Regions from separate parts of the Mus musculus genome. Here all the other regions are linked to region 1. Evidence: chromatin contacts called from public promoter capture Hi-C data. All regions are on one chromosome and are shown on one strand. The core of a region is the stretch at or near the end of the contact, and the rest is flanking DNA. Distances in the headings are between cores, read along the strand shown.

The links. Promoter capture Hi-C pulls out the DNA fragments that hold promoters and counts their contacts.
Region 2: a promoter capture Hi-C map of pre-B cells shows a contact between it and region 1, with 3 times the contacts expected there. The contact joins the promoter of Mettl23 here to the promoter of Smim5 in region 1. A contact is called at or near these places in 3 of 39 promoter capture datasets (the HPC-7 cell line, hematopoietic stem and progenitor cells and pre-B cells).
Region 3: a promoter capture Hi-C map of pre-B cells shows a contact between it and region 1, with 2.2 times the contacts expected there. The contact joins the promoter of Rnf157 here to the promoter of Smim5 in region 1. A contact is called at or near these places in 1 of 39 promoter capture datasets (pre-B cells), 1 of 484 Hi-C or Micro-C datasets (embryonic stem cells) and 1 of 115 datasets of contacts at active chromatin or transcription factors (pancreatic cancer cells).
Region 4: a promoter capture Hi-C map of pre-B cells shows a contact between it and region 1, with 2.9 times the contacts expected there. The contact joins the promoter of Rab37 here to the promoter of Smim5 in region 1. A contact is called at or near these places in 1 of 39 promoter capture datasets (pre-B cells) and 1 of 115 datasets of contacts at active chromatin or transcription factors (pancreatic cancer cells).

The regions. Positions count from the first base shown.
Region 1 is chr11:115,895,590-115,902,121 of GRCm38.p6, reverse strand. Smim5 (small integral membrane protein 5) reads right to left here and starts at 1,983. Exons shown (of 3, transcript NM_183259.3): 1 at 1,780-1,983. It overlaps Recql5 (RecQ protein-like 5), which reads left to right. Exons shown (of 19, transcript NM_130454.2): 8 at 4,863-5,081; 9 at 5,247-5,346; 10 at 5,987-6,023; 11 at 6,140-6,198; 12 at 6,281-6,354.
Region 2 is chr11:116,840,286-116,846,506 of GRCm38.p6, reverse strand. Mettl23 (methyltransferase like 23) reads right to left here and starts at 2,992. Exons shown (of 5, transcript NM_028865.3): 1 at 2,733-2,992. The coding sequence starts at 2,900. It overlaps Jmjd6 (jumonji domain containing 6), which reads left to right and starts at 3,058. Exons shown (of 6, transcript NM_033398.3): 1 at 3,058-3,442; 2 at 3,787-4,175; 3 at 5,152-5,438; 4 at 5,962-6,097. The coding sequence starts at 3,314.
Region 3 is chr11:116,409,691-116,416,133 of GRCm38.p6, reverse strand. Rnf157 (ring finger protein 157) reads left to right here and starts at 3,102. Exons shown (of 19, transcript NM_027258.1): 1 at 3,102-3,437. The coding sequence starts at 3,350.
Region 4 is chr11:115,150,449-115,156,588 of GRCm38.p6, reverse strand. It overlaps Rab37 (RAB37, member RAS oncogene family), which reads right to left and starts at 2,411. Exons shown (of 9, transcript NM_021411.4): 1 at 2,298-2,411. The coding sequence starts at 2,390.

The sequences.
Region 1 (6,532 bases), core at 734-3,233:
ACTAGAGTCTCTCTTAATGCTATGTTTGGTAGAACAAATGGTAGCTTTCTCTGGTCCAGGAGGGAGAACAGGCTTGGCTGCCACTGAGGCCCACTGGTGCCCAGGCCGCTTGTGCAGCAGATTTGGAACCTTCTGTGGATGCTCCACAGGCAGTGATCAGAGAGCTAGCACAACAGAGAAGGAAACTGGCCGAGCTGGGGGACCGATTAGTGTTCCTGGGTGTGGCATGGGACATGGAGGTTCTTGCTATATAGTAAGTGTCCTGTAGGCCAGACAGCAGAAGCTTGGTCCCACAGTTTCTCTACTTCCTCCTTGTCTACTTGATCATCCAACTCCAGCTCCCCACACGGATGAGGGCAAGCAGCGTGTCTGTGCCTGATAAGAGTCATGGGGGCTCTCAGCCCCTTTTGTCCGTTGAGGAGCATCTCGAATGAGACATAACCAACAGATGTGAGAGACCTGAGAGGTCAGAGCCTAACCAGCAGGGCAGAGATGCCCACTGTGCCTGTTGAGTGTTTGAGCAACTCCATCAGTGCTGGGGCTCCGGTTTGGAGTCAAAAGTGGGTGCTTGAAGCCTTGGTGGTTCTGCTGCCCTGGTCCCCAAGTTTTCTAGACAATGGAGAGAACTTCCTGCTCTGGTGGCCAATAGAAACTAAGCGAGCTCCTCTCCTGCAGCCATAGAAGCTGGGCCTCCCTCTGAGCTCAGGGACTGCTGGAGCCTGTGTGTCCCAGATGTGGCTCAGCTGCAGTGCAGTCCCTCTGTTGCACACTTGTTAGTATTACCACAGGAGTTAGCTTCCCAGTCCCACACAAACCAGAGTGCACCCCCTCTGCTGAGCCAAAGAGACTCTCGGCCCTCCCCTTGGTTTCCAAAACTGAATGATGTTTTTCTTTCTTACTGGATAACAGTGTGTTTGCTTTGGAAGGGACGTCTCACGGGGACTTGAACCCCAGTGTGAGGACAGGAGGCAGAAGGGCTTAGCAGCCTCCTCTCGTGAGGCCCTGCCCAAGAAGGTTGTGCTTGCCCTGCACAAGGACTGAAGAGAAGAGCTGTCTGGGGGCAACCATTACAGTAGTTAGTGTGGAAGAGACTCTGGGGTCTTTTCCAAACTCATTCATGTAGTCACAAACTCCTTTCCAAACTTGGGGTTTGAATTAGGGTGCATATCCCTGGCTCAGTTTTCAGAGATCATTGCCAAAGGAGGATCAGGGGTCCTGGTAATCTAAGTGGGTGCAGAGACTCCTCCCTAGGATGATCCTGAGCCGGAAGCACACAGCGGTGAGCAGGTCAGAACTCCAAAAGACAGGAAAGCTGCTGCTCTTGTCCAGCATCCAAGTAGGCAGTTCTGCTGCTGGCTCTACCAGCTCCTGGGGCCAGAGGCCATTCAGCAGGCTGGGCACACCTTGTCCTGAGCCTTCTTGAGAACCAGGGAGGGCTCAGCCCTAATCCTTTCGGAAATGGAGGCTCAGCAAGATTGGGGGCCATATCCTAAACTCACTGAATAGAAAAGGTTTAAATGGATGTGTCCAGCAGCCCCCAGCCCCTGTGCCACACACCGAGTAGCAGTACATCCCCCTTCTCTAGTACCAGGTCCCAGGGGAAGAGCACTCAGGTATACACACAGAGGAGGTGACTAAATTCCCATAGGAGAGTGGCCTAATATATCCCCCAAGACGTTCCTCTCCGAGCTCATGCTAAGCTGTGACTCCTCGCCAGAGATACGAGACCCTGGCTGCCCTCCTTTCCCGATCCTGTCACCTCTAGCCAGTGTCTCTTACCTGGGAGCTCAGATAGTGGGGAGCCTCGAAGAGGTGTCCCAGTACAGAGCCTCTATGTACCTCCTGGAAGTCCTTTGGCCACCACCTTTGACTTCTTCACCAGCGCTGCCACTTTCCTGCCTAGGCGGCTGCTTCTCACTCGGGCACCTCCTGGTGCTAGCTCCCGGTTGCTGACAGCCAGCTGCTGTCCAGCTTCAGCGCCTCATCGCTTCAGCTTTTTTGTTGTTGGTTGTCCTGGAGATCTAGGTGTCAAATTACAGTTGTGAGGAGGAGCCCAGGGAGTCCTCCCCTGAGCTTGACTTGCCCTTCACGCCCTATGCCTTTCCCTGCCTAGAGGTCCACTCTGCTCTCTGGATCCCCAGACGGCTCCCTCTCTTATTCTTCCTCCTGTTCTGCCCTCCTCCTGCCTTTGAGCCAGGCTGTAGGCTGTAGGCTGTAGGCGGAGGGCTGGGGTTGGGCTAATGACAGAAGTGGTTGGCTGTGGTTCCCTGTGGAAATAACCCCGGGGGGCTCCGTCTGAGGTTGCCAGAGGAAGAGGGTGGAGTGACTCGCTCTTGGGTGCCCCAGCACCCTCTGGATGGCCTTTTTGGCTTGTGTCCCTGACCACCCTGGTCTGTCTCTTGGGCCACACTCTGGCTGCTCTCTCTGCCCTCTGCCAGAAAGAAAACCGGGCTACAGGATCACCCAAGCACGTCAGCAAGCTTTCAAGCAGCCCTCTGGTGTGGTACTCTGCCATCTACCCAGGGGCATCTGGGGGGAAGATGAGGATCCTAGATACTCTAAAAGTAGTCTGCGCCGGCCATGGTAGTGCACACCTTTAATTCCAGCACTTGGGAGGCAGAGGCAGGTAAATTTCTGAGTTCGAGGCTAGCCTGGTCTACAGAGTGAGTTCCAGTACAGCCACGGCTACACAGAGAAACCCTGTCTCGAAAAAAACAAAAAATAAGTAAATAAGAAAAAGAAAGAAAGAAAAGTAGCCTGCTTGTTTTAGTGAGGGGCCTTGGGTCCTTCTAAGAGAAAGGTCACTGCTGGTCTCGTTCTGCTCAGCTGTCTGCATGACAGCTCTGTTGGCCCATTAACGTTTGTCGGTCTTGCCACCAGCAGACCAGGCTGCAGGGGGAGGACTGACCTCAGCTCTGCAGTCAATGGAGCCCTTTGAATCTGAGCACAAAACCCCAGTGAGCCAGGGCTTGGGGCAGGGTGTAGACAACCATATGGTCACAGTGCCTAGATGCCAAAGCTTCTCAGAGACAGGACAGGCCACCACTGTACAGGCAGAGGGAACATTTGTCGTGTATATTCAGTGTTAGTGGGAGCTGGCTGCAAGAGCGCCCCCCAGTGGCTGTCTCAGCTGTCTTCCTGCCACTTCTATGCAGTTTTAGGGCTGTTCTTCACTTTGCTGGAGGGACCCTACTTCTTTAGAAGGTGGCATTGCAATTTGCTTTCCTTACAGTAGCCTGCTGTGTGGGGTCAGATCCGCAAGCAGTATTCAGACTAAGAAAACCCTCTGTTCCAAAGCTGTTAGTGCCGGCTAATCTTAAGCCTGGGCACTCAAACTGCCCTGCCTCGCGCTGTCTCTTCTGGTTCCCAACCCTGTACCACATTTCTGGCACTAGAGATGACTGTAAGGACCCTGATAGAACAGTGGCCTCTCCCAGGGCCTCAGCCTGGGGATCCGAAAAGAGACTGGCCTCCTGCACCAGGTGGGCTTCCTGCCACCAGCTTGGGCAGGAAGTGGTTATCCGCAGGGGAACATCTGGAGTTAGAGGCTGAGAGGGAGGCTCTAGTGAGGCTCTAGTGAGGCTGGATCTCCCTGGTGAGTGGGCTCACGAGTGACTAGGCATGATGGCCGCTCTCAGCATTGTGTGCCTCTAGCACAGTGACTCTCAGCCTTCCTCATGCTCTGGCGACCCCCAACCATAACATCCTTTTTGTTCCTTCTTTATTACTGGAATTTTGCTAGTTATAAATTGTAATATATGTTTTTTGGTGGATAGTCTTAGGTAAACCCTATGAACGGTCTTTCAAGCACCAGAAGGCTTGAGACCCACAGGTTGAGAATCATCTGTTCCAGGAGCTATGCTAGGTACAGCCTTCAGCCTAGGGCAAAAAGCTCATGGTGGGCGCCAGGGGAAGCCTAATTCCCTCAGGGAAGATCAAGATACCCATGAAAACTGTTTGTGGGAGCTCATGCCTACAGACCCAGAACTCAGGAATCTGAAGCAGGAAGCTCATGAGTTCAAGGCCACCCTGAGCTGTAGTGAGACCCTATCTTAAAAACAAACAAAAAAAGACTAGGCATGGTTGCAGAGGCGGCTTTCTGAGTTCTGAGGCCATCCCAGTCTACTGTGATGAGTACTCAGTAAGCTCTGGGCCAGCCCTGGCTACAGAGTGAGACCCTGTCTCTAAATAACAAGTACTAAAGACAGGCTGGGCTCTCCTGTCCTCTCCTCCTTCCCCACGGTGAGGAACACTTGTAGAACATCTCATCAGTGCTCACAGCCCGATGGAGCACCGTTGTGCTCCACTGTAACACTGCCCCACAGCAGTAGAGAGGCTGTGGCATTCACAGTAAAATGCCTATCTGATGTTGCCTTGGTGGCAGAGCCTGACTCTCCAGGGCATTCCTGGTCCCTGGGCAGAGGGAAGAGCAGGGCCCTAGAGCTTACAGGTAACCAAACAGACTGAGGCTCATATGTTACAGACCTGTAGGGAAACTGCTTCACCTCCCTGGCCCCGGCTCGGCCATGGGCAGCACCAGATGATGCTTCCCACGCCCTGTGGATAAAAGGGTACAGGACAGAGACTGGGGGATGCTCAGAGGTTGAGAGCATAGACTGTATTCACAGAGGCCCCTGGGTTCAGTTCTCAGCACCTCACGGTGGCTCACAACCATCCATAACAAGTTCCAGGTGATCTGACACTCTCCTGACCTCCTGATACACATAAAATAAACCAAAAAAGGCTTTGGAAAGATATGGAGTGTGGTGCTGGATAGTGAGTGACTCAGTGCTTGGAGACAGGATGAGCCAACACTAGCCACCTCAGCCCCTCAGCCCCTCGGCACTCACTGCCTGTTCTAGGTGCCGCCATGCTGCCATTGCTAAGTACTTTGGGGATGCACCCCCCGCCTGCGCCAAAGGCTGTGACTACTGCCAGAATCCTGCAGCCATAACGAAGAAGCTGGATGCCCTGGAGCGCAGCAGCAGCTGGAGCAAGACCTGCATCGGGCCCTCACAGGGGAATGGCTTCGATCCTGAGCTGTATGAGGGAGGCCGCAGGGGCTATGGTGGCTTCAGCAGGTAAGAAGCCATCAAACGCATAGTCATTCCACTGTACTAGCCAGGCCAAAGGTGGCCTTCCTGCAGTGCGACACATGATCTCCCTGGGGCCAGCACATCACTGTCCCGTCAGGTCGGGAAGGACAGAGCCCCTGCATGGCTGCTCTCACCTAGCCTGTCCTTTAGGTATGATGAAGGTTCTGGAGGTAGCGGTGATGAGGGCAGAGATGAGGCCCACAAGCGGGAATGGAATCTTTTCTATCAGAAACAGATGAGCCTGCGCAAGGTAAAGGGGGCAGAGGCCTTGATGGGGGCTCAGTGGCTCTATTTGGTTACTATTGCTATGAGAAAACACCATGTGTGACCAAAAGCGACATGGGAAGGAGAGGGTTTATTTGCTTGACACTTCCACATCACAGTGCAGCATCAGGGGAAGTCGGGGCAGGAGCTCCAGCAGGGACCTGGAGGCAGAATTGAGGCAGAGACCGTGGAAGAGTGCTGTTCCCTTGCTCAGTTTGCTGTCCTCTACAACCAGGACCACTTACCACAGCCCATAGTAACCTGGGCCCTTACACGTCCATCAGGAAAATGTCCCCACAGACCAGTCTGCCGGGAGGCAGTTCCTCAGCTGAGGATCCGTCTTCCCAGACGACTCTAGTTTCTATCAAGTTAACAAAAAGCCTAAGCCAGCGTGGTGACACATGACTCCAGTCCTAGCACTTAGGAGGCAGAGGCTGGAGTACAAGGCCAGAGACTGACTACATAGCAGAACTCTGTCTGAAATGCACTGCCCCCCCAAAAAACAAAAAACAGCACAGTGGCCCATGCAGGGTTTGGATGGTCCCCTGAGTACCACCTCTCAGTCCCTTCTCCAGCCTTGCAGCAGGATAGGATGTCTCATGTCCCTCCTGCTGACTATCTTTCAGGGCAAAGAGCCCAAGATAGAAGAATTCACGCCCCCAGGTTAGTGCAGAAATGCTCCGGGGGCTTGGGTGTTGTGCCTGGGGGTAGACCGTGGGGGGCTCGGTAAGGCTTCCAGGAGCTGCTCAGATGGAGAGCCTTCCCCTCCCTTTTCTCAGATGAAGACTGTCCCCTGAGAGAGGCTTCAAGCAGGAAGATCCCGAAGCTCACAGTGAAGGTAAGAGAGGGGCAGCTCTTCACTTGCCCTCAGGGCCCCTCCCTGCCGCTGAGGGGGGGTGACCATGACTTCACTCTCATAGGCCCGTGAGCACTGCCTGCGACTTCTGGAGGAGGCTCTGATCAGTAACCATCAGGCTGCAGGCTCCACTCATGGGTGAGCGTGCCGAGGTCACCAGGGCAGGGAGCAAGGCGTCCTCTGAGGGAGGGAGAGAGGGAGAGGCCTCCTCTCCTCCAGAGGATGCCTCTGCAGTGGTGTCCCATGGGTCCCACTCCTTACAGCCCTACTGGGTGTGCATCAGAGGCTGCTAAAGGACAGACAGTAAGCCGCAGGG
Region 2 (6,221 bases), core at 1,743-4,242, 940 kb before region 1:
GGAAGGAAGGGGGGCAGACAGGAGGGCCCCAAACTCAAGGCCAGTCAGGCCAAAATGTCATAACCCTACTTAAAAATAACAATAATAGGGATTGGAAAGAGCTCTGCTTTTCCAGAGGATCAGGGTTCAATTTCCATCACCCTTATGGCAGCCAGCGAACATCTGGATCTTCTGTTCCAAGTGACCTAATAGCCCTTTTTGGCCTCTGAGGACACACATAGGTGGTGCTCAGACATACATACATACAGGCAAAATACCTATAAGCATAAAAAGCCTATGCAGTGATACTCCCCTTTAATCTCAACACTTGAGAGGCTGAGCTAGGTAGATCTCCATGAGTTCAGTCAGCCAGGATTGCATAGACTTTGATTCAAAAAAGAACAAGAAACATAAAAATAAACTTTATTTGGGGAGCAGAGAGGGAACGTAATACTGAGGGGTGGAGGCAAGAAGAATGAAGAACACTAGAAAATGAATGATGGAAAAAGCCAGAGAAACATTGTTTTGTTTACTGTACTTATGCACTTGATGTAAATGAAGTCCCGGGGCAAAAATACAGACCAGATGGAAGATTCAGCAGTTCAAAGCTTCCCACTCTTCATTTTCGAGAGGAAGTCACTGTGTTGTGACTGTGCAGACTATGTTGGCCTCAAACTCCAGTGATCCTCTTGCCTCTGCCTTTTGAATGCTGGGATTAAAGGAGGGATTAAGGGCATGGGCCATCAATTCCAGCAAAAAATTAATCTGTAAATAAAAAAATAAAGCAGGGGATGGTGGTGCATGGCTTTAATACACTTGAAAGGCACAAGTGGGCAGGCCAGCCAGAACTCCATAATGAAATCCAGTCTCAAAAAACAAATATCAGTACCTAAGCATGAGACCCTGACTTAACATATGTCTATAACACAATGGATTAGGCTTTGAGTACAATAAAGGCCCAGAGAAGGATGTTTCTAGAAGAAATGCAGATTTGTGTATAAAAACCCCGGGGTTCTTTACTCATATTGAGTGTCTTTACTCCCTAAATTTGGAAGGAAATTCAAGAGTTTTTGACATGAAGACATTTGGAAGCTACAGAAACAAGTTGTTTTGGTCTGCCTCTTATGTGTTTTCCCCTGTAACACTGACCTGCTGAGAAAGGACAAACTAAAAACAAGGAGGACATGGGAAAGTCAAGATCTCATCCCTAAGACTAGTCTCTCACCAAGTGAGGATCAAATTTTAGTACAACTAACAAAATTCACCGTGACATTTGTCTACAGAGGAGCAGAGTTCTTTATATTGACATATTTCAAACCAGAATGTTCTATGGTTTTATTTACTAAAACAAGTTTCTTAGAAATTCCTGAAACAGCCGGGCGTGGTGGCGCACGCCTTTAATCCCAGCACTCGGGAGGCAGAGGCAGAGGCAGGTGGATTTCTGAGTTCGAGGCCAGCCTGGTCTACAAAGTGAGTTCCAGGACAGCCAGGACTATACAGAGAAACCCTGTCTCGAAAAACAAAACAAGACAAACAAACAAAAAAATTCCTTAAACAATTTAACTCCAGATGTTACCAAATCATTCATATGGCTATTAAGACACTCAAGTGCAGTATTCTGACTTATGAAGTCTGTACCCCATGCCTTCTTGTCCTTTTCCTAGTTGTCTATTAATGCCCAAACTTAAAAAGATCCAGGTTATTAGTATCTTCCAACTCTGCTTCACGCTTATTTGTCCTGAAATATTTCTCTGTAGTACACAGCCAAGAATCTCTTCTCTAATGTTAGAGGCTGCTGGGAGGGCGGAGGAATACACCTTTAATCCCAACACTCCAAAGGCAGAGGCACGGTGAACCCTGAGTCCAGACTGGTTCACAGAATGTGTTCCACAATAACCAGGGATACATAGAGAGACCCTGTCTCAAAACAAAATCTCTGCTTCACTTGTGTAGAAGTCTGGGAAAAAAAACAAACAAACGAGGACTGCTACAGGTGGCAGCATTGTATAGCAGAAGGCTATACCTTCTGCTCCCCTTACTATTGCCAGGGACACCTACCTACCTATGGTCCAGCTGCCTACATTACAACACGAAAATCCTTTGTAAAACCCGACTACCTGGGAAGAGTTAGTCAGTTTTAGAGTAGCTATGAGCTCGGAGGGAACAAGCCAGTGCCGATGTATAAAATTTTATTGGGGTGTTGGAGACAGGAATCCCTGGTCCCAAAATTTAAACAGCAAAGATTACGGGGTTTGGGATAAACTCAAAAGCACAACTATCATCTATCGTGTATGGATCTTGGATTCGAGCCCCGGCACTGTTTAAGCCAGCATGGTGGCGCACACTCCTAACCCTAAGAAGCGGGAAACGGGGGTTCAAATTCAAAGCCTGCCTGAGCTCAGAAATAAAACAGAGAGTTAGGGCTACCACTCAGTGGCGGAGCACTTGCCTAACAGGCAGAGGTTCAATCAAGAGTACCCGGAGGTTTGGTGGGGAGGGGGGCAGGCCGTGTTAGATATACTGACAGATGCTTTCAAAAGAGTACAAAGTTAGCATCACAGGACAAGACAGCCACTTTCCTGGTGGAATTCAGTGAACTTCCTGGCACTGTCCCTAAATGTGTCACTGGAGCGCACTTAACCCCTCACCGGGCTTCACACCAGACCTGGTGCTAATGAACGAAGCCGAGAACTGAAGGACAACCCACTCCCGCTCCAAACAGGGGGCTCCCACGTGGGTGCCGCCGCACGCACCTGCGGGACGCGGACCTCCAGCACCGCCCGATTGCCTCCGGGAACTGGCTCCTCCCGGAACCGAAAGAGCTGGGTCCCGGCCATGAGGCCGGGCTCGCACGTAGGGGAGTCCAGGGACGCCGGGTCAGGAGGCGGTGCCCAAGGAGCGCGGGGCCGGACACTGTCCATGGCAAACACAGGAAGCCGGAGGCCGCAGCGGGCCCGGCCGGAAGGAGACCGCAGGGAAGCGACGCGCAGACGGAAGTGTTGCGTAGGCCAAAGCAGGGAGGGGCAGGGCGTCGGCGACGCGACCTTCCCAACATGGCGCCCAATTGGCGTGCATGAAGGCGGGTCTGGCAGGTCGCTGAGGCCAATGGCGGACCGCATGAGGCGGTGGGGCGGGGAGGAAGGCCGCTGTTCGCCCAACCCAAAGCTCCGGTGGCGGCTGAGGAGTGAATCTTCTGGAAGGCGACTTTAAAGGCGCCGGGCCGGAGCGAAGGGCGTCTCGGGGCCGCGCCAGCCAGGGAGGGAGGGCGCGTTTGGTGGCAGGAAACGCGAGCCGCGTCGGGGTCGGGGCGGAACCGGACGGCGAGCGGCTCACGATGAACCACAAGAGCAAGAAGCGCATCCGCGAGGCCAAGCGAAGTGCGCGGCCGGAGCTCAAGGACTCGCTCGACTGGACCCGGCACAACTACTACGAGAGCTACCCGCTGAACCCCGCGGCCGTGCCGGTGAGCGGGGCGCGGGACCCCACACGACGGCTGCCCGCCTTCCGAGGGCCGCTGGTCCCCCGATGGGGCCCCGCAGCCCGGCTGTCAAAACTCGCTCGGTCGTGGGAGCTTCGGGCCCCTCCCTCCCGTGAAGGGGTGGCTCCGGGTGCGACGTGCTCGCCCGCACGCACGTGGGCCTCCTTCCGTCCCTCCGGCCCCCTGGAGGAGCAGAGGCTCGCTCGTTCCTTGCTCGTGTGTGCCATTGCTCACGGGTGTCTTTGCTAATTGGCCCTGTGGGACACCTTTATCCGCCACTGGACTTGTTCCAGTGTCCTAACGGGACAGGTCTTTTGTTGTTCCCGCAGGATAACGTGGAGAGAGCTGATGCCTTACAGCTGTCGGTGAAAGAGTTCGTGGAGCGCTACGAGAGGCCTTACAAGCCCGTGGTTCTGCTCAATGCACAAGAGGGCTGGTCCGCACAGGAGAAATGGACTCTGGAGCGCCTCAAAAGGAAATACCGGAACCAGAAGTTCAAGTGCGGCGAGGATAATGACGGCTACTCGGTTAAGATGAAGATGAAGTACTACATCGAGTACATGGAGAGCACCCGCGATGACAGTCCCCTTTACATCTTCGATAGCAGCTATGGCGAACACCCCAAAAGAAGGAAACTTTTGGAAGACTACAAGGTGCCCAAGTTTTTCACAGATGATCTTTTCCAATACGCGGGGGAGAAACGCAGACCCCCTTACAGGTAAATTATTTCACGTTAAGTTTTCAAAAACCATGGACAGTGACAGGCAGTGGTATTTTTGTAAGGCCAGCCTGGGCTACAGAATGAGTTCCAGGACAGCAAGGGCTACACAAAGAAACCCTGTCTCTGGATAAACACACACAAATCCGCAAGCCTGTTAGCAGAACTCTGTCTAACCTTGTAAAAGCAATGAAAGTCTTCCCTACACATTGACCTGTTTATAGTCCTACTTCGGAAGAAGGATTCCATGGGGGTGGGGGGGTGGGGAGGCATCTGGATTCCTCCAGGGCATTTTTTTTTTTTTAAATAAAACTTCATGCATGTATATGTTTTACCAGTCTCTGCCTGTTGGTTGAGGTCAGAACCTCAGGAGCTGCAATTATGGATAGTTGTGAGCCATTGGGATCATGTGAGGTGCTAAGAATTGAACCTTGGTGCTTTGAGGAATTGAGTGCTTCTAACCTGAGCCGTCTCTGCCCAGCCCCAGGTCATTTTAGTGCAACCATTGCTTTATCAAGGAAGTTTTATTTCTATTTTTACAAGTGTGGTTTCTTATACTGACTCTTTGTAACTCACTGTGTTACCAGGTTGACCTTAAACTCACAGAGATCTGCCTTCTAAGTGCTAGACATTAAAGATGTTCAATATTGCACCAGGCTTGGTTTGGGTGTTTTGAGATAGGGGTCTCTGTGTAGCACTGGTAGGCTTTGAAATTAAGATCCATCTGTGTCTGTCTCCAGGATGTTGGTATTAAGAGCTTGGGCTACCACACCTAGTGGATCAATAAAAGTCCAGCAGTAATTTGCATCAGTCCATTATTTTTTCTGTTAGACGTCAGTTCATATATAGTTCACTTAATATTGTATATCAGAATGTAGAGTCTCTGAAGACAGCATGCATGATTGTGTATTATAGAGACTTCTATGTCACACGCATTTCAGATTACCTCTCATGGCTTCATGCTTGCATCCTGTAGGTGGTTTGTGATGGGGCCACCGCGTTCTGGAACTGGGATTCACATCGACCCTCTGGGGACCAGTGCCTGGAATGCCTTAGTTCAGGGTCACAAGCGGTGGTGCCTCTTCCCAACAAACACACCCAGAGAACTCATCAAGGTGACCCGAGAAGAAGGAGGGAACCAACAGGATGAAGCAATTACCTGGTTTAATGTCATCTATCCCCGGACACAGCTTCCAACCTGGCCACCTGAATTCAAACCCCTGGAGATATTACAGAAACCAGGAGAAACTGTCTTTGTACCAGGTATAGATGAGCTAGAAGAAACTATACCTGTTCGTCCCAGCTCCGACTGGTCCGGACTTGTCCTGTATTGCCATTTTGGAGTAGAATCATAGAATGAGACAGAAGGGCCCTTTTTATCTGTTGGGTGTGTGCACTCCCTCCTGTGGCGACAGAGTTAGGGACTCAAGTCCAAAGGGAGAGAGAGCACCTCCATGTCCCACATGCCTGTGTCCAGTAGTAGGCCAGGTTCTGCCTGCTTTCCCTGGCTTTTTGCTGGAGTGAGTGCAGAACTGGATAGATGCAGTTTCAGCAGTGAGAGTTTCAAGGCTAGGGGTCCTCCTAGAACCTTTGCTTTTGCAGTGTTGGTCACAGCTGGCTTCCCAGGAGGCAGACAGTCTGTGTCACCATTGCTCGCTCGGCTCTGCCTTCCAGGGCCCATTCCCAGTGGAGAGAGAGCACAGGCCGGCCTGTGCTGAGTTGGCCCCCAGGGTGTCTGCATCTGCAGGGCTGATCGTCACTGAATTCTTCATTTGTTGGATTTCAGGGGGCTGGTGGCATGTTGTCCTCAACCTTGACACCACCATTGCCATCACCCAGAACTTTGCCAGCAGCACCAACTTCCCTGTTGTGTGGCACAAGACGGTAAGAGGGAGACCAAAGTTATCAAGGAAGTGGTATAGGTGAGAAACCGTTTATTCCCTCTGCTTTGTTCCAGCTTTTTCCCCAAAGAGGAAAAGGGAAGCGGTCCCTGCTGCCATGTTGTGTGTGGGGACAGCCGGGCCTTACCGACCTGTGGGTAGAAAG
Region 3 (6,443 bases), core at 1,853-4,352, 510 kb before region 1:
GAACTCCCTCTAAATTAGCACTATACCTTTCTGTTTCTGATCATCACTTTTAAAACAATGAGTTTGGGGTGGGGGGCGGTGAGGAGATGTGGCTGAGTTGGTGGAGTGTTTGCCTAGCATGCACGCAGCTCTGGGTTCAACCCCCAGCATCCCCAGCAATGAATAAATTGATCATGGCTGTGCATGTCTATAAACCTCGCTCTGGGGAGGTAAAGGCAGGAGGATCAGAAGTTCAGAGCCATCCTGAGCTACAGAAGAGTCTGGGGCCAGCTGAGGCTACTATGAGACCTGCTTGCCAAAGGCTGAGGTTACGGGCATGCACTACCACAGGCTGGGAGTTATCTTTAGGCAAAGAAACTGAGATGAGGTTTCTAAGGGATAGGTAACATCTACTTCATCCACTGGATTTCTAGATGTGTGAGAGGTTAAAATAGGGTACGGAGCGGCTACCTGCTTGTCCCTGTGGTAATATAGTCCAGGACCTCAAAAGAGCCTCTAGAATTCCACATGAGCTGCTAGCCCCTCCCCCCCAGCTGCAATCTACATAAAGTTGCTTTTTGCTTTCTAAATAAGCAAGCAAGCAAACAAAACAAGCCTGGCCCGGAGCCTCACTGCCGTGGCTGCTCTATCTTATGTCTCTTTACTTTTCCAAGGCTGTGGGTATGATTTCCTCATGGGAGGAGGCATCACCTTCTAGGATGGGAAGCGCTATGGGAGATAGGAATTAATCTATATCAGGCTCCAAGCAGGCTGAGGTCCTATGAGTGTCGCTACTTTTTGTTTATTGGATTTATTTATTTATTTATTTATTTAAAGGCATGGTCTCACTATGCAGCCCTGGCTAGCCTGGAACTCACTATGTAAACCAGGTGGGCCTTGAACTCACAGAGATCCACCTGCCTCTGCCTCCCAAGTGCTGAGATTAAAGATATTCACTACGAAACCTGGCTGTACGTTGTTACCCTTGAATGTATGTCTGTGCACAATGTGCAGTGTCAGGTCCCCAGAGTCAACAGAGGGTATGACATTCCCTGGAACCAGAGTTACAGATGGTTCTGAGATACCATGTGGGTGCTGGGACTCAAACTTAGGTCCTTTGTAAGAACAGGAAGAGCCTTAACTGCTGGCCCTTCTGTCCACAGCCCCAGACAGAGGATCCTGTAATCAACAGTACTGAGGTGGGCAGCACAGTGAGACCCCCTATCTCAAAAATAGAAATGGTTGTGTCACTTTTGTCTGCAAGTCTGTGGTTTTTGCTGTTTTATACGCTCCAAGGTTTCATGTGGCCTGAGCTAGCTCATTATGCAGTCTGGAGTTCTTGATCCAGCTTTCTCCACTTCCCAAAGGCTGGAGCCACACGCAGTCACCTGGCACCTGTGAGGAAGGATCTGTGTGTAGAGAAAGGAAAATAGAGGGAGGCTACAGCTCTCCCCTAAGATACCTCTGGAAGCCTAATGGTTAGGGCTGGGGGGCTGCAGGGAGAGCTCCAAATTCAGGTGAGCCCTGTGACCTGGATGAGGGTGTCTGGAGCAGGGACTTGGCCTCCCTCATTATCACCCGATGTGCATGATAGGAGTGGGTGCCTGGCTTCCAGGGGACCTTGGGGGAAAACCAAGGCAATTTTTCATAAGTAACTTTAACACAGAGTCAGTTAAATTCAGGTGAATGAAAATGCAAAATACTCTTGGGAGGCAGAGGCAGGAGACTCAGAAATTCAAGGCCACATTGGTTACAAGAAGTTCTGGGTCAACGAGAGCTACATGAGATCTGGTCTCAAGGTGGAGGGGGAGCCGAGGAACTGAGATATATCCCTAGAATCCACACAGTTGAAGAGAAAACACTTCTGCAAGTTGTCCTTTGACCTCTAAAATCACCTGGCGATACAGGAGAGGAACCCCCCCCTGCCAACACACAAATAAAATGTTAACATCAACAACAAAACTTAAACCACACCAACCCCTGCAAACCACACACACACACACACACACACACACACACACACACACGGGGGGGGGCGGGGGGGTGAGAGAAGAGAAGAGAAGAGAAGAGAAGAGAAGAGAAGAGAAGAGAAGAGATCAGGAGACAGACAGATCTACAAAACAGTTTTACAAACCTAAAGAAGGGAATCAGTCACCCCAAACTACTGTGTATGTTGTTGAAAGTTGACGTCATGCTGAAACAGTTCGGAACCTTGATCAGTCTCCCCCCAGAGAAACAAAAACAAAACAAAAAAATCCCCAAAACCTCATCATACCCACAAATACATAAATGTCTGTAATTAACTGAGCAATGACGTCTTCTGCCTGCCCACTGTGTGTGTGTGTGTGTGTGTGTGTGTGTGTGTGTGTGTGTGTAGGGAAGTCCTAGATCTGCCCTATCAAATTCCCTTTTTGATTCGAGGACTGTTCACTGATAGGCCACACAAGGCTCTTTCCAGTGTCTCCAGAGAACAGTTCACAAGGGACAGGCTCAGAGTGACTATCTTGAGTTAATGCCTACCAATCCAAACCCTAAAGGCTACCCGAGCTGTCCCAGGAAGGAGGTTACAAACAGCATTTACGGAGGGATGGCCACATCTTAGCTGACCATCCCAACATCCCCTATGCAGTCTTGGTGACATTTGGGATGTGAGGTTGGCAGAGCACTTGGGGTTCAGGCGGTAGGGGCATGAGGGATGTGGATGCTCGCCCCTGGGCTATGACCTCGACAGACGCGGAGGAGGCGGGGCTCTGGCTGCCAGGGCGGGGCGGCTCGCTGTGGGATTCAGGGACAAAGACGCGCGAGCTCGAGGCAGGCCTCCCCGGTGCCACGGGGGAGGCGCACCCGGAGCAATAATCCCACCGGGACACCGCTCGGGTGCGGCGGGGACCATGCTTCTTCCACCCGCCGTGGCCGAGCAGCTCCGGGAGACTCAGACCCTTGCCCGTCGCTGCCGCCGAGCCCCAGGCCGCATCCGCGCCGCAACCTCCGCGCGAAGCACGCGCCGCGGGCGCCCACCGCAGCTCGTTTCCTATTGGCTGGCCGGCCCGCGGGCGCTCCCGCCCCGCCGTCCCATTGGCTGAGGCCGCCGCGGTCCCCCCGCGCGCTAGCCGCCGCTGACATCACGCGGTCTGAGGCGGCGGCGGCGCCCCCGGGCTCAGCCCCGCAGCCCCCTCAGGCAGAGGCGCCGCCGCGGTGCCCGGCGGAGGATGGTGCGCGCCGTGCGGGCCGCTCCCCGCAGCCTCAGCCGCAGCAGCGCCTCAGCCGAGCGGGCCGCGGCGGGCAGCCGACCCCCGCACCGGGCGTGCGGCCGGCCGGCGCGCTGAGGCTCGGACGCCGGAGCCCGGGCGACGCCGCGATCGCAGCGGCCATGGGGGCCCTGACGAGCCGGCAGCACGCGGGCGTGGAGGAGGTGGACATCCCGTCCAATTCCGTGTACCGCTACCCGCCCAAGTCCGGTGAGGGCCGGGCGCGCGCCACGGGCCGGGCGGAGGGGAGGCCGCGCGTCGGATGCTGCGGGCGGGCAACGCGGTGGCCCGGGCGGCCCCGAGTCGGCCGCGGAGCGGGGGAGGTCTTCGGGATGCAGGGCGGGGGGCGCTCCCCATCCCGGGCCTCGGCGACGCCACGCGGAGGACTGCAGGTGCCTGCAGGGTCACCGAGGTCACCGCTCGCGTCCTCCGTGGTAATCTGCTCTGCGACAGGGACGCGCGCCGCCGGGGATGCGGCGTTGCAGCGGCTGCGGGTTGGAGAGGCATCCCTGACAGGCACCTGTGCCAGGTGTTGTCCCCGGGCTGTCGCATCCATGTCCCTTGGGACAGCTAGAAGTGCGTTTCTGCGAGCGTGAGGAGTAGTGCGGGAGGACGAACTTGCTTAAGCAGTTCTTCGCTTTTCTGGAGACTATCAGGGCGGGGATTGGGGGAGAAACTAAGTTAACAGAGATGTGTAGGAATCTGACAAGAGTCACTTGGATTGCCCCTTTCCTAGTTTCTGTCAAGGAGATGGCTGGAGACAGAGCAAAAGTGTTTTCTGTCGTACACTGTCACTTGAAACAGTCAATGCCTCCATCAGCATCAGCATTGCAGGAGAGTTTTGACAGCAGATGAGAAAGTAGTCCACTTGAGTGAGGACTGCTGTTCAAGCTGCTGGCGAGTGACCCAGCTACATGTCCTTTATCATCACCTTTATCTAAAAAAAATTTTTTTTTGCTTGCTGATCTCAAGACCCCCGGGACTCGTGTCTACCACCTTCCCTCTGGCTTGAGGACCTGGTGTGGATTTTGATGCGGGAGTAGTGAGTGAGGTGTCAGAATTGGACAGGGTCCCATTCTCTCTTGGTAGAATAAAGACATGCTAATGAGTCGAGCTGATTTCTCAGCAGTACATCCAGTTTCTGCCAGGTGGAAGCTGGGACCAGACAATGAACCTGCCTCCCTGCGGAGTGAGTGCCAGTAGCTCCCTGTCTTGCTGCTTTTGTGCCAGAGAATGAGTCCTAGCAGAAATGAGTGAGAACCACTTTAGAGAGGTCTGACATTAAGCAGCGATTGTTAGTGTTTTTAATAAACCTCTTGCTAATAATGACCGCATGGTTACTTTTATCTATTAAAATTGCATCTTGGTGCCCTGAAGGCTGAGGCAGGATTGTTAAATTTGGGGTCAGCCTGGGCTACACAGTGAGACTGTCTCAAACAAAATAAAACCAATACAACAACAAAAAGGAGGCTGATCTAGCCCCGCTCCCCAGCCATAGGATTACAAATGTGAGCCACTATACCCAACTAGCATTTTGTTCTTTTAAAAACACAAATATGAAGCCAGGTGTGGTGGTGCACGCCTTAATCCCAGCACTTGGGAGGCAAGTATGTATATATCTCTCTGTGAGTTCAAGGCCAGCCTGATCTACAAACCGAGTTCTAGCCAGGGCGGTTATACAGAGAAACCCTGCCTAAAAAAAAAAACTAAAAAGCACAGCAGCAGTTGGGTTTTTCCTCTTAAGTGCCTTAGCCTTTTATCGATCAGAAGATAGAGCATGCTTTGCTGAGCTTGGAGTTTGTGAGAGAGTCCGCTGCCTCAGGAGAATATTTACCCTTCCTCCACTTAATCCTCTTGCCTTAGCCTCCCCTTCCAAACAGGAGGATTACAAGGTGAGCTGCCACATCTGGCTCCAAAGCCTTTCTTAACTAACACATTTAGTATTTAACAATTCAAAAATGCTCCCCACTCTGCCAATCTCTGAAATGTTTTACCTAATTTTAACTCATTTTTACTTCTTCATTTTTTAGTGTTGTTTTTGAAACAGGGTCTTATTTAGCACTGGGTGGCCTCAGAGTGATTTTTGTAGCCAAGGATGTCTGCAAATTATCAACTAGGCAAGTTGATAATCTAGAATGTAACCATAGTAGCTTCCTCTTAAAAAGAATCTATTTTTTTTTAATTATGTGTGAATGTGTGTGGCTGCAGCGGCATTGGACTCTTTGGAGCTGCAGTTATAGGCATGTATGCAATTGTGAGCTACTGAGTGTGGGAGCTGGCAACTAAACTACTTGTGTCCTCTGCAAGAGCAGCATGGGCTCTTAACTAGCGGCTCCCTCTTTTAATCTCTCTCTCTCTCTCTTTTTTTTTTTTTTTTTTTTTTTTTTTTTTTTTTTTGGTTTTTTGAGACAGGGTTTCTCTGTATAGCCCTGGCTGTCCTGGAACTCACTTTGTAGACCAGGCTGGCCTCGAACTGAGAAATCCGCCTGCCTCTGCCTCCTGAGTGCTGGGATTAAAGGCGTGCGCCACCACGCCCGGCTTAATCTCTCTCTTAATTTGTCTGTCTTCCTTCCTTCCTTCCTTCCTTTCTTTCTTTCTTTCTTTCTTTCTTTCTTTCTTTCTTTCTTTCTCTTTCTCCTTTTTTTTTGAGTCACCATCTTACTATTATCTTATCAGGAACTATTGAGATCTCTGCCTTGGGCTCTGAAGTGATAAGGATTTCAGGTGTAATACAGTGTTTGGCTGTTTAATTAGTCTTGCTAAGCTAGAATTTTTAATTGTTGCAAGAGTGCTGGAATACATTTAAAAATGAATAACTATACAGTCTTAAAATAATCACTATTTAAAAATTACACTTCGGGTTGGAGAGGTGTCTCAGTGGTTAAGAGCACTGATTGCTCTTCCAGAGGTCCTGAGTTCAAATCCCAGCAACCACATGGTGGCTCACAACCGTCTGTAATGGGATCTGATGCCCTTTTCCGGTGTGTCTGAAGACAGCTACAGTGTACTTATATATAATAAATAAATCTTTTTTTAAATTAAACTTCTTCCAAAAAGTTCAGTGCCAATCATTTAGTGTCAGAGGTAAGTTGTATACACGAACAATTATAAGAATGCAGAGTCACACAGGCCCTGTCCTATTAGCGTGAACTCTATTTAAACTATGATATCAGTTACTGTTATTATATCAGTAAATAAAGTACAAAGCTGCATGGT
Region 4 (6,140 bases), core at 1,162-3,661, 750 kb after region 1:
CCAGTGCAGAGACTACTGATGCTGAGTGTATGCTCAGGTGGGTGGGTCTCCCACACAGGGAAAAGGACCTCTCCTCCCGTAGCCTACCAAGACTTGACAGGTGGGTGGGAACATGGTGGTTCGGGTCCTTCATCCCAGCATTTGAGAGGCAGAGGCAGGCAGATCTCTGAGTTCAAGGACTAGCTAAGGCTAAATAACCAGCCCCCCCCCCCCATCTTTAAAAGAAGAAAGAGAAGACTTGATGGGCAGGACACTCTCTTTAAATTACTATTGTTTGAGTTTCCTTTTGGGTCAGACAATTATTTGGAAGTGTCTAATGAGGGCTTACGCTCATAATAGGCTTGCAGGAATTAGGGAAGACTGGAATTTATTCTGAGATGGGGAGCCAGCTTGTCTGAAGTTTTTAGCAGAAACCTCCCAAGAGGGACAAATGGCTGTGAACTGGCATCTTTGGGTCACTGTGGAGAACATGCAGGTATGGTAGAGGGAGTTCTCTGCTCAGTCATCTTGGAGAACGGAGGTGTAGACTCAACACTGGAATGTTCCCAGCCGTCTGGTTAGACTGCTAATAAGGTTGGAATTGCTCAGGGCTCTCTGAACTTGATAGCGGAGCCACAAAGCTAAAAAGCTTTTCTTCCTTAGCTATGGGGTCTTGGGCCTGATTAGTTGATTGTGGGGCAGAGATGTCAGAGTGGGTCGGAAAGGAAGGGATGCAAGGCTGAGTTCCCGAATTATAAAAACCCTACTGTGTGCTTTGGGGAAATTTTCATCGGCTTGCCCACCATAGTAGGAGGAAAGTGGGGGTGGGGTGGGGGAGTGGGGCTCGTTCCTTTGCAGCCTTTCTGGAGCTTGTCAATGACTAACGACAAGATTGATGGGGACCACTTAAGAAGAGTGCCCAAGACCCCAGACCTAAGGTGCTCCAAGGATCTTTTCTCATCATGCTCTTTTCCCACAGCTACAGACTCAGGACTGGGCCAAGCCTGGCAGGCTGGGGGTCAGCTATTTTGCAGGTGCTCCCAGCAGGCACTCTGATGGCTCTGGGGCCCCAGCCATACAGGGGGAGGGAGGGAGGGAGGCAGGCGAATACCGGTATTTGTGTACTTTACAGATCACAGCTGCCTTGAGCAAATGATGCAGCCGGTCACCCAGCCCATCAAGTCCACCAAACACAAACAGCTGCTCAGCCTTGCCACCTCCTAGGTAAACAGCTCAGTTGTCCTGCAGGGCTAGGAGGTCAGGAGATCCCCATCAGCCTGGGGGTGGGGGCTGGCCATCAGCAACTCCCCTCCCCTGAGGACTTAGAGCCCCATTTCCTGCCACAAGCCCACACAGGACGCCTATCTCAACGTCTCTGGGTGGGTAGGCTGGCTGACTGGCTTCCCCTGAAACCCTAGGGGGTGGAGATGTGAAGCTCCTAGTGAGAGTGAGATCTGGTGTTTGAGAGGAACCAAGACCCTGAAAGAGGCAGGTACCCTTCAAGACCAGGCATCACTTCTACCTGGCATAGCTCTTACTTCTCTCTCCTAAACCCTGTAGAAAAATAGTGCAAGAGGCTGGCTGGCTCAGCATCTCTTTTTAGAGTTCCATGTACTTGCTTAAGCCAAGGACACCAATAAGAGAGGTGGTGACAGACATCCTTTTATTCAGGGCATTCCTGCAGAATGTATGCACCCCAGAGAGTTGCCTTTAAGGTCGTCGGGGGGCCGGGCGGGGGGAGGGGGAGAGTGGGCCATGGTCACTAATTGCCATGTTCTTTCTCAGCTTCTGAAAATTCCCAAGTGGACTTGTAGGCTGGCTACATGCAGCCTGGGGTGTTGGGAAGGAGCTGTGAGTCTATGTCTGGAGGCAGTGGGGAGGGGAAGGGTGGGATGTACCGCTGAGTGGGGACCCAAAGCACTGCACGCCTGTGACAGGTGTCACTTTTTGAGGCTTAGCTCAAAAAGGGCATTAACCTTGAGATGCCTCTGAAGGCGGGGATGCCCTGTCTGTGTCTTCAGAGAGTCCCTGTCTCCCAGTATTCCAAAGTGTGGCAGAAGGAACTGGGTTTTTGTTCCTAGGGTGGGGGAGTCTTAGTCTTTCAGATCTGCCTTACCCCATGCCCTCCGAGGTCAGCCTAGAACCCTAGAGACTGGGATGAGCCCAGGGGTTATGCCCCAGACCAGAGACCCAGCTGACACTTCCAGAAGAGGGGTGTAGACAGGGAAGGACAGGGTCCTAAGGCAAAGGACATCGGGAGGGATGTCCCTAAGTGCCGGCCTGGGGGGTCCCCAGCACTGAGCGCAGAGCCCACCCACCTTGCCGGTGAGATCGTAGTTCGGGCTGAAGGGCGGGGAGCGCTCAGGGGCCTCGCCATCCCCAGCGGTAGCAGCTCCTGGTGTGCCAGTCATGTCCCCGGACAGTCAGAGGTGAGCCCGGCTCGAAGCAAGCGAGGGAGAGCGAGGAACCGCCCTGCCCTAGGCTCCGCCCACTCCTCCCTCCCCATCCACCAACCGGCTCGGACCCTGATAGACTCCTCCCTCCGTCCCGCCATCCCCTCGACGACGCCAGCCAGGACGTCTGAGACTCGCAGAATGCACACCCTAGGGAGTGGCAGTCCCCCTGAGAGACATTAGCCTAGTTTAGTGCTCTTACAGCACGGAATGAGTCCTGCTACAGGACCAGCCCATTAAGGTCGCAGTGGTGAAGTTAGATTGCCATCGAGGCTGCGGACCCGGGAGACCCAGCTAGCTGCGGAAGGTGTGGGGCTTGGTTTCCTACTGCGGCAATGCAGTGGCCAGCAGGGCGCGCCCGAGCTCCAGCCAGTTGACAGTCCGGTACTTACCTGCAGGCAAGAAGCTGGGGACGTCCCTGAACAATGTTGGACAGGAAGTTGCATTCTGAGACTAGCACCCAAGCGGTTCTGATAGACCTCAGCTCATCTGAGCCTACTTTTTCACCGACACTCACCTTGGAGCGCACTGACCATCTGGGGAGCTCCTGGGTGGTGCTAACACTTGGAGCTCTTTGCCATGTTTCTCCCTCATTTGTTAGTCTAAGCCCCTGATGTCCTCCCACCACGGGAAGGTGAGCTCTTGAAGCCCATCTTTCCAAGGGGACAAGATAGGGCCAACATTATTCAGGGAAGGCCTAGGCCTAGCCACCGAGTGGGTGCCACAGGAATTCATGAAGTCGTGGGTCGTTTTGAGCTGTTTCTAGTACAGCCCAGGAACCCTGCAGCTCCGGATGACGGGGGATATGGAGAATCTGGGGTTGCACATACCAGGGTTCAGTAGCTTGTGGGCCAACTTTTCAACATCTCAACGCTGTATAGAAAGGAACAGGATGCGGGGACTGGATGCGGGGTGTAGGAAGGGGGTTGGGCCCCTCAACTTTTTAGGTGAGGGCAGTGAGGGCTGGCTTTGGGGTGACTATGACTTGGGAAATGGCTGTGTACATCAGCAGGAACTATTTCATGACAGCTGAGAGGAGATCCCGGAGCCTGGATGGAGGTGACTTTGTCGAGGTGGGAATTGGAGAGGGGTAGTGGCTTGCCCCTTGCTCACCGTCCACTGAAAACTAATGTTGTGGGGGTACATCGTGTCCCCCAAGAGATATGCTGAAGTCCTAGGCACTGGTACCCAAAATGTGTGTGGCCTTCCTTGGCAACAGGAACATTAGAGATGTAGGTTAGAACTGGGCCATACTGGAATAGGGGTTCCGTGATGGTTAATACTGATCATTAACTTGGCAGGCCCTAGAGTCATGCTGTGAGGGAATATCTTAATTAGGTTGACCGAGGTGGGAAGACCCACTCCAGAGGAGGGCAGCATGAAAAGGAAGAGATCACACCTCTTGTTCTCTGTTGCTTGTTTGAGGTTAGCTGCCTCAGGCTCCTGCTGCTGGGGCTTCCCCCGTCTCGATGGAATCTAACCAAACTTCCCTTCTTCACACGCTGTTTGTGTCCGGGTATTTTATCACAGCAACGGGAAAATTAACTGAGACAAGCCCCTAACCCAGTGTGACTGTGTGATGGGGAAAGGTTTAAAGCAAATGGCTAGAAGACAGCCTCGTGAAGCCAGAGGTAGAGACAGGAATATTTGATGACTCCAAGGAACAGGGACGATGCCCGGAGCTAAGAGAAGCTGGGAAGCGGTAGGGAGAATTCGACTGGGATACTACTGACCCCTTGGTTTGGGACTTTGGTGTGTGTTGTTGGCTCCATTATTATTTTGGGAGGAGGCAAAGGCTTCAGAGGTTAGGGCTTAGCTGGTGTTAGGGATTGGTTCTAACGCTGTCTCAATTCAATTCGGCTCCCAAAGGCAGAGGTCCCAGACCTTCTGTCTCCGCCCCCAGCTGGATTTGATTGGCATTAAAGGATTGCTTTACAGCCAATGGCTGGGCAGGTAAACTGAGGTGGGCGGGACCTGGGGGATTTGTGAGGGCCGGCAGCCAGGGAGAAAACTGGAGATGATCTAGCGAGATGGGTCAGATTTAGAGCTGCAGAAGGAGAAACCGTCCAAAATGTAAGTGGGAAGGGAAAGCAGCCCTAGGGGAGGGGCCCAGAAGGTAACAGGGCAGCGAAGAGAGAACCCAGATTCAGAAGGCGTTGAGTCAGGAGTACCGGAGGGAAATGTATGCTAGCTGGGCGGAGGATCAGAACTGCCCAGCCTTTGAGCTAGTCAAGACATATCAAAAATAAGCTAATGTGTGCGTGTGTGTGTGTTCTTTTCGCGAATCCAGAAGGCTCTGCTTGTAAGCACGCAACTGTCTGGGAGCCAAAGTGGTTTAGCTAAGCTTGCCACTACAGCTGGAGCTAAGCTACTGGTCACATATACTTGCTTACACTTGCCTTAGAGGAATGGGTTTGGGATGGAGCAACCCAGGCACCTCCAGAGACGACAGAGATAAAATCATTCTTACAGAGAACCGGGGAGAGTTCAGTCCTTTTTCTGGGCAATGCTTGTTAGCAACTCTGGGTTATGTTCCCTGGGCCTGCAGCATGCAGGCAGTCAAGTATGGATGAGCCATGCTTTGTCCCCTGAGATGCTGTAATATCCTGTGGTGTGTTCAAGGGCAGTCCTGAGACAGACAGAAGCACGAGGGCCTTAAGGACCTTCAGAGTGGGGCTGTGTAGAAGAGACGCTCACGCAAGGGCAGGGAATCATAAGATGTAGCCTTCAGGACAGAGGGAATGATCTAGAACATACCACCAAGGCTTTCTGACCTCTGCGCTGATACTGTGTGCATGCCCCAACAACCTGAGTCTCTCCCATAGCTGCTTACATCTCACGTCTTACCACAGTCACACACTCTGACACCGACACTGTAACACAGCCATGCCTCACATGCACACCTCACACAATCCCTTAACATACAAGCTTCATATCACAAACACACACTAGATTGCATGTCATGAAACATCATTACACTCATCTCCTGTCGTAGCACAAGCATACCATGTCTTACACGACTCCCAGACACAGGCCCCCCACTTCACTCCAGACAGGTGCTTGTCTCTCAGCACATGGAAACCACAGACATAATTTGCATTCCACCACGAGCTCATAAAATACATCAATGCCCACATGCCCTCAAATTGACCCCATAACTCACATCCTCAACGGATGCCCCAATCACTCTCAAATATAAAACACTATAAATTACCCAACCTCTTTCATGTCCCCCAGATGCGAAGTGCACATGCACACCACATTACCCTCCAACCAGAAACTCTCACCCTACTGTGCTAGAGGACACTCACACTCCTGATAGAGGGAGAGCCAGTGACACCGGCATCTCTCCTTCCTGTTTAGAGGCACATCTGAGTTCTTCCCAGACATGCAGGTGGACTGAAGAGAACCCCAGGGCTGTGAAGCACCCAGCCCACTGACTGCAGGGTCCAGATGTGGAGGGAAGACTAGGGTAGAGGCTGGAGCAACAAAGTTGACGCTCAGGTTTTTCAAACCATGGTGCAAAGATCACTCACAGCACAGCACCCAGGCTGTACTGGCTAGTTTTGTGTCAACTTGACACAGCTGGAGTTATCACAGAGAAAGGAGCTTCAGTTGCGGAAATGCCTCCATGAGATCCAACTGTACGGCATTTTCTCAATTAGTGATCAAGGGGGAAAGGCCCCTTGTGGGTGGGACCATCTCTAG